2 separate regions of the Mus musculus genome follow, and region 1 is linked to region 2. The links are chromatin contacts, called in public Micro-C maps. All regions are on one chromosome and are shown on one strand. The core of a region is the stretch at or near the end of the contact, and the rest is flanking DNA. Distances in the headings are between cores, read along the strand shown.

The links. A called contact is a pair of places that touch in the nucleus more often than the background predicts.
Region 1: a Micro-C map of the G1E-ER4 cell line shows a contact between it and region 2, with 2.8 times the contacts expected there. The contact joins two enhancer-like sites. A contact is called at or near these places in 14 of 484 Hi-C or Micro-C datasets (DN3 thymocytes, ECoMG myeloid progenitors, the G1E-ER4 cell line and 7 more) and 3 of 115 datasets of contacts at active chromatin or transcription factors (embryonic stem cells and fetal liver).

The regions. Positions count from the first base shown.
Region 1 is chr4:120,679,614-120,686,264 of GRCm38.p6, reverse strand. No RefSeq gene overlaps it. Among named protein-coding and RNA genes, the nearest start is that of Cited4, 16 kb to the right of the region's middle. Within about 2 kb of position 2,779, at least 10 of the 459 cell types and tissues checked have an H3K27ac peak or open chromatin away from gene starts, as enhancers often do. A contact at or near this core is called in the G1E-ER4 cell line, where this site is marked.
Region 2 is chr4:120,610,053-120,616,186 of GRCm38.p6, reverse strand. No RefSeq gene overlaps it. Among named protein-coding and RNA genes, the nearest start is that of Gm8439, 24 kb to the right of the region's middle. Within about 2 kb of position 2,291, at least 105 of the 459 cell types and tissues checked have an H3K27ac peak or open chromatin away from gene starts, as enhancers often do. A contact at or near this core is called in the G1E-ER4 cell line, where this site is marked.

The sequences.
Region 1 (6,651 bases), core at 1,530-4,029, 70 kb before region 2:
ATTGTACCTTTGTTTCCCCATGGTTCAGGAAGGTAGGAATCCAAAATCCAGGGATACGCAAAGTTAGCTTCGTTCTTAAGCTTTCTTTCTGAGCTTGCAGTATGCCTTAGTTAGGGTTTCCACCGTTGTGAAGAGACACCATGACCACAGCAGCTCTCATAAAAGCTCTCATTTAACTGGGGCTGGTTTACAGTTTCAGAGGTTTAGTCCATTATGGTCATAGCGAGAAGCATGGCAGCATGGGGCTGCGAGTTCTCCATCTTTATCCGCAGGCAGGCAGGCAGCAGCAGGAGATTGTGAGCCACTCTGTATGTAGCTTGAGCATATATGACCTCAAAGCCCACCCTTACAATGACACACTTCCTCCAACAAGGCCACTCCTCCTAATAGTGCCACTTCCTATGGGCCAAGCACTCAAGCACATAAGTCTATGGGGGGGCTATTCCTATTCAAACCACCATCATTTCCACAAGATCCCTGCATTCTTGAGTGTCTGGTGCTTCTGGTCTCCCCTTCTTTTTTTTTTTTTTTTTAAGGTTTTATTTATTTATTTATTATATGTAAGTACACTGTAGCTGTCTTCAGACACTCCAGAAGAGGGCGTCAGATCTTGTTACAGATGGTTGTGAGCCACCATGTGGTTGCTGGGATTTGAACTCTGGACCTTCCAAAGAGCAGTCGGGTGCTCTTACCCACTGAGCCATCTCACCAGCCCATCCCCTTCTTTTAAGGTCACTATTGATGTTGCCCTTGAGCCTATACCAACCCCACCAGGCCTCAGTGACCTCCGTCAAGCCCTGCTCCAAATACAGCTGCATTTTCAGGTTTGAGGGACTAGAGCTTAAGCATGTGAGTTTTGAGGATCTATCCTATCACACGCGGGGCAGCATTTGATCCACCTCCCCACCCCTCCCCCATCCTGCTTTCTAGAAATGTTCAGGGGCTCAGAATTGCTTTGGAGCCTATTCTTCTGGACAGAGGTAGACACCTGAACACATCATAAAACCAATCATTTAAAAACCTTATTTGGTGGCTGGAGTTGCTCTTCCAGACCAACTCAGCACCCACATCAGGTGGCTCATAACCATCTGTAACTCTAGCTTCTGGCCTCCCTTAGCATTAGTGTTGTGATCATAAAAAGAGAAAGAGCTATAAGAATATGTTCTGGGGCTGGTGAGGTGGCTCAGTGGGTAAGAGCACCCGACTGCTCTTCCGAAGGTCCAGAGTTCAAATCCCAGCAACCACATGGTGGCTCACAACCATCCGTAACAAGATCTGACTCCCTCTTCTGGTGTGTCTGAAGACAGCTACAGTGTACTTACATATAATAATAAATAAATCTAAAAAAAAAAAAAAAAAAGAATATGTTCTGGCAGGGTGTGGGGGAAGGAGGTGCCTAAGAGGGCCCATGCCAAGGTATCTCTTCCCCCTGAGGAACCACACACACACACACACACACACACACACACACACATACTGGTATAGTATAGAATAGAGTTTATTTAGGGCATGGGGAGGGGAGTTAAGAGAGTAGTAGAGGCAGAGAAAGGCAGAGAGAAGAAGAGAGTGGAGAAGAAGAGGCCGGCCATGATCGTGCAGGGGGGTGGGGGTGGGGTGGGGATGGGGAGAGAGGGGGAGCCAGAGGGCAAGAGGCAAGGAAGAGAAGCAGGAGTAAGAGAGAGAGGAGCGGGCAAGCAGCCCCTTTTATAGTGCTAGGCCTACCTGGCCGTTGCCAGGTAACCATGGGGGTGGAGTCCAGACAGAATACCAACAATGTGTACTCATACACACATACCCTGTGAAGGCACACACACACACACACACACACACACACACACTCACCTATGTACAACGAAATAACAAAACGTATTAGGCTGCAGTGGCACTTTAGTCCCAGCATTTGAGGAACAGAGCAGGTGGATCTCTGTTCCAGGTCAGCCAGGTCATAGCAAGCTCCAAGCCAGCTGAGGCTGCACTGTCCCAAATAATAAAAGTAAATCTTTAAAACCTTATTTGGTTAGACACAGAACCTTTGTTATAATATTATGTGTTTGGAACACTCCCCCCCCCCCCCGACACACACTCCCATTAATGTGAAGGTGACCTCAGTCCTAACCATGCCATAGGCATGGAATATGTGCCCAGCATCTTATGGCTACCCAAATAAACCAGGTCTGTCTTCATGACGCAATGTTTACCTAGAAATTAGAGTAATTTGTAGCCTACAAAACCTGAAAGTCTGTTTATGTGAAATCTTGCTTCTTGCCTAAACCATGCCATGGCTCCCCTCGTGGGGCAGACACTTGACGATCTGTCCGTCTCACGGTAGGTCTCATGGGAGGTTCATGGAACAATATGCTGAGATGTTTCATCCAATGGAAGACAGGGGGAAGGCAGGACTGGCAGGCAGAGAAGCTAACCTCCTGTGGTGTCTGCGACATGGAGTTGGTTTGTTTTGCAGTGTTATCAGAGACCTGACTAGCATCTAGTGAGACAGGGGTGTGTGTGTGTGTGTGTTCATATTGCACCTAACAAAAGATCTCCTCAAACCCTCTCTATTTGCCTTTGGTTTTGTCCCAAAGTCTCTAATCATTAGATACACCCTTTCTTTCACACTTCCCTCCAAAACCTAAAAAAAAAAAAAAAAAAGAGTTCGAAGACATTGAGGATTTCCTGGAAGATTGAAGTTTTCTGGGAGGAGATACCCAAGGCTCGAGTCTAGCCTTATCTGCCTGCTCAGAACGCAGAGAAATCTGCCTCATCTCTAGTGTGGTTTGAATAAAAATGGCCCTCATGGGCCCCACTGGAAGGGGTGCTATTAGGAGGTGTGGCCTTGTTGGAGTAGGTGTGGCTTTGCTGGAGGCAAATGGGGGATGGGCTTTGAGATCTCAGAGGATCAAGCTAAGCTCAGTGGCTCAGTTCTCTTCGTGCTGCCTGCTGATCCATCCCACTGTAGAATTCTCAGCTCCTTCTCAGCACCATGCCTGGCTGCACGCTGCCATTCTTGTCGCCATGACTAAACCTCTGAACTGTAAGCCAGCCCCAATTACATACTGTTTTTATGAGAGTTGCCATGGTGTCTCTTCACAGCGATAGAAACCCGATGACACCTCTCTTTCATGGTCTGAGACTCCCTCGGCTCCTCTCCTGGTACTAGGACCTCTCTGCTTTCTCAGGTGTGATGTTAGCGAGATGGAGGACAAGAAACATCTATTTTGTTTTAAAGTTGTTGTAACATTTGTCCATCATGTGTGTTGGGGGCAGACACGTGGAAGTCAGCAGATAATTTGCAGGTGGTTCTCTCTTTTCATCAGGTGTGGAGATCCAGTTCATGTCGTTAGGCTTGGTGGCAAGTGATCTTACCTGATGAGGTGTATCGTGTGTGTGTGTGTGTGTGTGTGTGTGTGTGTGTGTGTGTGTGTGTGTGATGCATGCGTGTGCAGAAGTTGAAGTGGTATTGGGCATCCTGTTCTATCACTGTACCTTTTTTTTTTTTTTTTTTGGAGACAATTTGTCTTACTGATCTTGGAGTTTGAATGGTGGCGGGCTAGCAAACCCCAGCAGTTGTCCTAGATTCGCCCTCCACAGTGCTGGCGTCACAGATGCGCCCAGCCTCCCAAGCTTTCTCTATGGACGCTGGGATCTGAACTCAGGCCCCATACACTTGAGCTCACCCACAGAGCCATCTCTCCAGTCCCTGAAAGATGTATTTCATGTTTTCAATCGTCATCATCCTCTACAGGAGAACAGGCGCGCACACGTAGGTTGGCAGGGAGCAGAGCAAAGCTACACGGGAATGATTGTCTTCTACCCAAGAAACCTCCACTAGTCCCTGCTATGTGCACCCACAGCCACAAGGGGTCAGTAAAGACCTTGGTGTCGCAGCACCAGCCTGGTATTAGGAAACAAGCCGGGTTTGGGGGTCCTAGAGACCCTACCTGAAAGGTTCAGAGGGTACAGGGCTGTGTGCTCAGCCTTTCACTTTTATTCCAGTTGTTTGTTGCTCGCTGATACACATCAAGCACTGCTACAATCGCCACGGTCATGGTCATAGCAGCTCTTGTAAACTCATGAGTCCCTACTTCCCTAGATCAGGCAGTAGTATACTATTGTCTAGACAGAAATCAACAGCAGCAAAAAAGCTCAGATAACCCCAGAAGGTGGTAAGAAAACGAAACGGAAATGGGGTAGTCACAGAGTTAGGAGAACCCTGGGTGTGGCAATCGGGAAGGTCCAAGGGAAATAGCAAGGCCTCCAGGAGCCCTGGATCCAACAGCTCCGTTCTGCAGACGAGGAAATGGGGCTCCAAAAGCCAGTGTAGAGCCCGGAGAGGAAAGAGCCCAAGTGTCTTAACTTCCAGACCAGTCTCTGAATGGCTCTCCTTCCCTTTGCTCTTCAGCTTACCCTGTATCTTCTTGGGATGTGAGGGCGCTTTGAGAACGTGGGTCTTAACAGGACGGTATGTGTATCTCTGTGTGTAAAACTTTCAGAAGCCCTCAGAGCAAAAACTACACGAAAACCACACAGTAATGATAAAGGGATCCCACAGAGTTCTGATTTTGGTCTCGTGATTCAACTTCAAGGCCTCCTCATATATTATTACACATTAAATTCTTTCCCAAATTTCGGGTTTGGTGCCTTGCCTCTCTGAGGGTGTGGCCCTGGGAAAGTTATTTCTTCAGCTCCCTCATCTTAAAATCTGAACTCAACTTTCCTAACCCCGAAGCCACCTCCCTCTCCACACCTCGGGTCATTTGCGTGACTGGGCACTGGGCTGAACCCGCCTCCTGCTCCTGAACCCACCCTGCTTACACACACCAGCCCTGAGCCCATCCATACAAATGTTAAACCCAGTCATGCTTGTTTAGACACTCTCAGAGACGCGATGAGGTAGGTTCGGGTGTGATCATCCCGTTTGCCAAGCAGAAAGCAGGTTCCAGCAAGAGAGGACTCGCTCTAGGTCACACTGTGTGAGCGACAGAGTCAGGCTTCAAACAAACAAACAAACAAACAAATCCTTCATCTTTCCCTATTCAAAGTTCATATCTAAGATAATGGAAAACATCAAAGCTCCATTCCGCCCCCCACCCGGAAAATCCATATAGGTGGTCCAGCAAGCTTCACCTGGTAGGGTACTGCCACCTGCAGGGAAAAGCGTGGTATTGCACCCCACTTCAAGCAGGTGTCATCAAGCCAAACTCAGAGGTAACTCCGGCTGAATTTCTTTTTTCTCTTCTCTTCTCTTCTCTTCTCTTCTCTTCTCTTCTCTTCTCTTCTCTTCTCTTCTCTTCTCTTCTCTTCTCTTCTCTTCTCTTCTCTTCTCTTCTCTTCTCTTCTCTTCTCTTCTCTCCTCTCCTCTCCTCTTCTCTTCTCTTCTCCTCTCTTCTCCCCTCCCCTCCCCTCCCCCCCTCCCTCCCTCCCTCTAGCTCTCTTTCTTTCTTTCTTTCTTTCTTTCTTTCTTTCTTTCTTTCTTTCTTTTTTTTTTTTTTTTTTTTTTTTGTTTTCCGAGACAGGGTTTCCTTGTGTAGCCCTGGCTATCCTGGAACTCACTCTGTAGACCAGGCTGGCCTCGAACTCAGAAATCTGCCTGCCTCTGCCTCTGCCTCTGCCTCTGCCTCTGCCTCCCAAGTGCTGGGATTAAAGGCATGCGCCACCACTGCGGGGGGGGGGGGTGTCCGCGCGCGCGCACTCCGCAGAGCACGTGTGGAGGTCAGAGAACAACTTGTGGGAGTCGGCTCGCCCCTTTCACTGTGTATATTCTGGGGATTGAGCTCAGACCATCTGGCTTGGTGGCAAACACCTTTATCTATCTTGCCAGCCCAAGGTTTTCAAATGTTTTTGGTCCAGTGAACAATCTCAGTGAAGGCACTAGAGCTGTATTTCGGTGGCAAAGAATAAATTCAGCATGAGGAATGTCCTTGGCTTGACCCCAGCACCACCAAAAGAAAAAAGAAAAAAAAAAAAAAGGTGGGAGAGAGGCTCGAGGGGGAGAAGTCTGAATTGTGTGCCTCTTACCTCATGAAAGTACTGAAGTCCAAAATGAAGTGCTCCCCATAATCTTGGGGGTTTGAATACTTTGTTCCCTGTTGGTGGCTGTGTTTGGAGAGGCTTAAGAGTATGGCCTCCCTGGAGGAAGTACGTCACTAGAGGTGGGCCCTGAGAAATTAGAGACTCTCAACATTTCTAGTTCACTCTCTTTGCTTCATGTTTGCAGTTCAAGGTATGAGCTCTCGGCTGCTGCCTCTGCTCTGTCATCTTGCTTGGGTCTAACCCTCTGGATCCATGGTTATAGTGTTTTATCTCAGTGATAGAAAAGTGACTAGCATAAGACAGCCATCTTACCGATCCGATCTCCTCTTCTCTTCTATACCTTGCAGGGCTCTGCCCTTGGCCACCCACTCTGATCATCTTGCATCAGCATCCTTGGGGCAACTACACATGTTTATTATCATCTCAAACCTCACTCCAGAGCTTTGGCCCCACTGCCTGGCCCTGGCCCTGCCCCTCACTTCTTTGACATCAGACAGACTTGGCCCAATGCATCCATTTTTCTCCGATCCCAGCTAAATCCAAGGAAGAGTCATCCTGCCCCCAAAGCCACTCCCTTGGCATCACTTTTGCCTCCTCTTTCCTGTGGCCTCCACAAAAGTT
Region 2 (6,134 bases), core at 1,042-3,541:
AGTCAGCTCTTTCCTTCTGCCTTCATGTCAGTTCTGGTGACCAAATTTAGGTCATCAAACTTCCCAGAAAGCCCTTTTATGCTCTGAACCACCTCACTGGCTGTTGGTTCTCTGGCACTCAAGCTCCTTAGCAGGCCTTCGCAGCACTCCCTAATTTGGGCATAAACCATCTCTCACATGCTCCTCCCGCTGGCCTTGACACTCCACTGTTCAGCCACCCACCTGCTTCACCCCTACTCACCAAGCATGCGCTGTGTACCATCATTGCTCAAGGGGCTAGATCTGCTTCAGGAAACCAGGCAACTCCACAACAGACTAAGGAACGTCATAACAGAGTGTGCGGGGTGCTGTAAGGAAAATCCCTCAGCTCAGGGAGTGGGTAGTATGATATATGTAGGGATCAGGGAGGGGACACTGTGTGAGGTGGCGCTGTGACAGAAGGAACTGAGAACCGAAGCAGGGAACAAAGGGCACAATGAAGTTTGCCTTCTCTGCTGAGTGACAGGAGCCTCCTAGCCTAAGTGTTCTGTGTGCTTGCCACCTCCAGGCTCCGCCCCCAGCCCCCGCCCCCAGCTCGGTGAAGCCCTTTCCAAGGGTATCCATCTCTCCCTGGCCTATCCAGGATCACACTGCAGCCTTCCTTATTTACTGACCTTGTCTCCCTCCTTCCAAACGCTAAGATGCTATCTCTGGTGGTGGACTTCGCCACTTAGAGGGTTCAGGTTCAGATTTCTCAGCGACTTGCTTAGTACCAGCTGTGGAGCCAGGCAGAGGCAACCTGATTCATCTTCAGTGCCCTTCCATAAGGTCTGGCTTATGGCCACTTTTACAGATGGGTATTCTGAGTGACTTCATGTCTAAAGAGTCGTGGGGATGGAATTGGAGTAGAAATTGTATGACCCTGGAGCCTAGCTCTGTTAACATTTTTTTTAAATAAGAAATTATATCATTTCCCCCCTTCAACCCTTCCCTCTTGTTCTAAAATTAATGTCCTCTTTTTTCTTTAATTGTTCACACACACACACACACACACACACACACACAGAGAGAGAGAGAGAGAGAGAGAAGGGGGGTATGCCCCATCATGCCCAGGTTATTCAATGCTGGGGACTAAATCCAGGGTTTCATGCGTGTTAAAGTAATTACCAAATGAGCTATGCCCCCAGCTTGCCCGCCCAATCTTAATGACCTGGAGTCACCTCCTTCTTTAGGCATGAGACTCTGGTCCTCAGATGCCCCGGCCTGACCCCAATCTTCTCCACCTTCTCTTCTATGGGACACTCCGCTTTTACACATTATCAAAGCAGACATTTCGCCTTCTGTTCCTTCCTGCCTGTGTCGTACCAGAGTAAAAGAGCACAGCCATGGCAGCCAGCTTGGGACAAGGCCATGCAAGAGTAGACACTGCCTTCCCCTTTCACGATGGGTTCCTGCCACGGGGCTCCAGAAGGAGAGCCAGGAGTCATCAAGCAGAAAGAACCAAGGCCCAGTGCTCATCAGAGTTGTGCACTGTAACTACCGCTGTTTCCCTGATGAATGTCGTGGGTGGGAATGACGTCTCAGAGTGAGAAGTGTCACAAAGGCCTTTGCTCTGGGCTCTCTTGCACCAGTCAGTTTTAAACTTTTTCTTTTGGGTTTAGTTCGGTATGTCAACGGCAATAACAGCCAACAGCAGCTGCTCTATCATCCAGCAAACTGAAACCGTCTCTCATCTTTCTGCTGACACCCTGAGGATGCCATTGTGAGTCTAAGACGGGTGAAGCAGTGTGCTAGAGGTCATCCAGATGGTTCTCCACGCCTGGCAAGCCCTAGCTCCCAGGCTAGTGGGCACCCAAGGCCTTGATCTCTACTAGCTCTGCCACCAGGTGTTGGGCTGCTTGATCACAGGCGGCAGGTGGGTAGAGGGACTTAGGAACCCCAACCCCTTAGAGAGAGTACAGTGCTGGGTCTGCTGTGCATCTCTGCTCACATTGCTTGCCCTCTCTGTGTTATCATGGCATCAACTGTGTAATGGAGTGATAAGTCCCCTCTCTTGGGCCTGCCCTGACAAGGATGCACAGTGATGTTTGTGTACATGCTTTGAACCTACAGTATATTATTATCTATTCCTGGAACTGTAGGAGAACCAGAAACCATGGGGGGGGGATGCTGGGATGGGCCTGCTCTAGGTAGAGAGAGGCAAAGTGAACCTATTGCCTAGCCGAGCTCACATGACAGGAGACCTGCTAAGTAGGTCAGCTTGCGGCAGGAAGAGCTATTCTGGGATCTGCTTGTCAGCGCAGTGCAGGGGCTGCGAGCAAAGCCTGGCTATTTCAGGGCCGCCAGAGAACAATGCTCAACAACTTTCACTTGGATCCTGGCCCTGCCTTTGTGGCTTGGGCCTGAGAGGCCAGAAGGCCCTCATGAACTCAGGGCCAGGGCTCTTCGTGAGTACTCTAAGATAGAGGTGAAGACATAAGGAGCATCCCTGCATAGCTTTCCGTCTCCTAGGTACCACTGCCCAAGAACTGTGGGTAAGGACAGCAAGGTTCTGGGCTTGCATTTCCCACTGATGGGAGGTTGAATGACTTCCCTACAACCTAGCGACTGCTTGCATAGGCCTGGCTTCCTCTTGTAAATGTGTGTGTGTGTGTGTGTGTGTGTGTGTGTGTGTGTGTGTGTGTATGCGCGTGTGCACCATATGGTAGATATATAATGTGTGTGTGTATAGTATGTGTGTATAGTGTATATGTATGGTATATTGTGTATATGGTAGTTATGAGTGTGTGGATACATATGGTCTTTATGTATAGGGCATATAGATGGTATGTGTGTATGAAGTGTTATGTGGTATGTTGTGTATATGTGATATGTGGTATGTTGTGTATATGTAATATGTGAATGATATGTCATATGTATCCATACATAGTATGTTTATGTCTGGTGACATGTGTGTGATATACAGTATGGGTATATGATGTGATATGTATGTGATGTATGATATGTACACATATCAATATAATGTGTGTATTGTGTATGTTATGTAGTACCCTTTTGGGTGTGTGTGTAGGTGACTGTTTATGTGTGTGTGATGTGTATGTGTCATGTGACAGTGTTTGTGTCCTAGCAATGTTTTATTTACTTTTTTATTTTGAGACAAGGTCTCACTAATGTAACTGTGGTTGGCCTAGAATCCACTATGTAGATCAAGCTGACCTTGAGTTCATAGAGATCCACCGCCTCTCTAGGGCTGGGATTAAAAGTGTGCACTATCATACCCTAGCCGTGTTTCAGGATTCATGAGATATTAATAGTATCATGCACAGGTCTGGTCTAGGCAAGTGCTCACAGACGCCTGTACCCACTTGAGCTTCTAGGACCTTCCAGGCCATGACAGTAACTGTGAGGAGGACAGAAGCACTTGGTGTGCTGTAGTATAAAACAGCCGTGGTAGAGCAGGCTTCACTGGGATAGCTGGGTTTTAGCCTGGTACTCAGAAAACTGTCTCATCTGGGCAGGACGGGACACATCTGTGGCCTCCTCTCCCATACCATCCCCCCCACCCCCCACCACCACCCTCCGGCAGTGAGATTGGAGGCAGGAAACTGCTGAGAGTGAGGGGTATTCTCTGAACAAAAACAAAACAGAACAAAAATGAAGAGTCCCTTCAGGCACACAATGACCTTGAGGTCAGCCTGACCACAGGAGACTGGCTCAGCTCCTCCCTGTTCCTGCAGGCAGGTGGCCTCGGGTTGCTGTGTCTGCACAATGCTCCAGCGAGAAGTGAGACAATTAACACTACGCCTGATGGAGCTATTATTGTTACCTTATCTAATCCTAACAGCAACCCTGAGATGAAAAACAGTTAGGACCCATTTTACAGACAAGAAAATGAGAGCTCAGCAGGTGAAGAAATGTATTCATGGTCTCCTAGGTGAGAAAAAATTTTACTAAGATTTAAGTCCAGTTTGATGCTAAGATTGTTGTTTTAACCCCCACTCACTATGCCTGGTGTGTGTGTGTGTGTGTGTGTGTGTGTGTGTGTGTGTGCGCGCGCGCGCGCGCGTGCGTGCGTGTGGGGGGGGGCACGTGTATGTGTGCTCAAGTGCAGATAGATGAGGAGTGTGGAGCACAGCGTGTTACACAGTTAGAGTGTAGCTGCTGCTTCTGCTGTACTGTTATTATCACACATATTGTCAGAAGTTAGCTGGAAATGGTAAAAGTTCAGCATGACTCATAAAAATAGAGAGTTTTCTAAGCTATTAGACAAATGCAACAATGTCATTCCCAAGTGAACTGTCGGAAAGAGGGGGCTAGCACCTGCAATCAGTTGCTGATAGAATTCCCTGAAATTATGAAACCTGGTGAAATGTACATATCAAGCCATAAGGCAGTGGTTATATAAATTATGGTTCATGTCTTTGCTGGAAAATTACACACCCACTTAGAAAAACGACAATATGACTGAACATGGAAAATGTTTATTATATAATTACTATTACAGAAAAGATGCTGGATATAAAATTCTAATTTTGTTCTAATTACACCTCCATTAAAAATATCTTCTGCATGTCACAAAGAGCTGAGAGGGAATATGTAGACATTTGGTGTGTTAAATGTTGGAATTGAAGGTTTCTCCTTTTGTAATTGATTCAATAATTCAACCATAATTTATTGAGAACTTACTAAGTGTCAGCCATCAAGTTAGGGATAATTATTAGTGTGGGTTATATTGGGCTGCAGGAAAAGAAGGTTTTATTGCTCCCTGAAAGCAGCTCCAAGCTGATGTGATGTTTTTAGGGTACCAAGGCCCTCTGCTCTCTACTGGATACCTCTGGTGTGCGACACCCACATTCTTGATGGGCAGGGCATGCCCCTTCCTGGGAAAAGTCTAAGGGAAGGTTGTGTGTATGGTGCCACCTGTATACCAATACCCCAGTCACAACTTGGTTATGTAGTCACCCCTGCTGCAAGGTAGATCAGGACACTCCATTTCTCTAGCCATGCATAAGAATAGGGCTTTGTTGATCTAGGAGAGAGAGGACAGCAATGGGGTACCACAGTGATTGTTGTGTGACTTCCTGGGAGAGAAGTGAACAAAGGTCTGCTCACCTGGAAAGAACACTGATACAAAGAAGCCCTTTCACTCAAGTCCGATTACTGAAGCGATGAGTTCATTGGGGTTTGTATGGGAGCTGGAGTGAGGACTTACTTATAGAAGCATGGCCAACTGGAGCCCACCCCAGCACGGTGCAGCTCACACAGGCTGTATCTCTAGAGCTCCCTGCCTGACACACAGCTCCACCAAAGACAGCCTCTTCCTGCCACTCAGCAGCCGCCTAGTACTTAGGTAGCCACCATGCACATAGAGCTGCAATGCCTAGTGCACGCGCATAAAGCCTCAGTGCCTAGTGCATAGAGCTGGCAACACCTTGAGTTTCCTTTGCCTGATAAGTTTCATGAATTTTTTACAAAATTATTATAGCTAGGCAGTGATGGTGCATGCCATTAATCCCAGCACTTGGGAGGCAGTGGCAGGCAGATCTTTGTGAGTTCGAGGCCAGCCTGGTTTAAAGAGCGAGTTCTTGGACAGCCAGAGTTATTACACAGAGAAACTCTGTCTCAAAAATAAAAATTATTTTGGTGTGTGTGTTTGTACATGCATGTTCATGTGTGTGTGTGTGTGTGTGTGCGTGTGTGTGCACGCATGTGCGCACATGCATGTGAGTGTGGATGTGAGTGTTTACTACAGGCATGTGAGTAGCTTAGTTTGGAAATCAGACAATAATTTTGGGAGTGGACATCAGTTCCACTGTGGGCTCCAGGTCATTAGCTTTATGTGATCTAACCCACTAAGCCCAGGTTAGCTCGATTATGATGCTCCCTCTTACTCCAAGAGAGAGTATATCAGTTTGGAGCTATACAACACAAGAGCCCAGCATGGAGGAGAGACTTTGTACTTCAAGGAGTAACTGTGGACCACCTCTGGAGTGCTGTGCTGGGGTTGTGGGATCCCAGGGGATGGGGTGATGAACTCTGCCTGAAGGGTCTAGCCTTACCACCTTTGGGGAGGTTCCGCCTCTAAGGAGGGTTACCATGATGGAGCCCCTCCTACCCTGCTCCTACCAGGTGGCACCAAGCTCTTTATAGGGCCT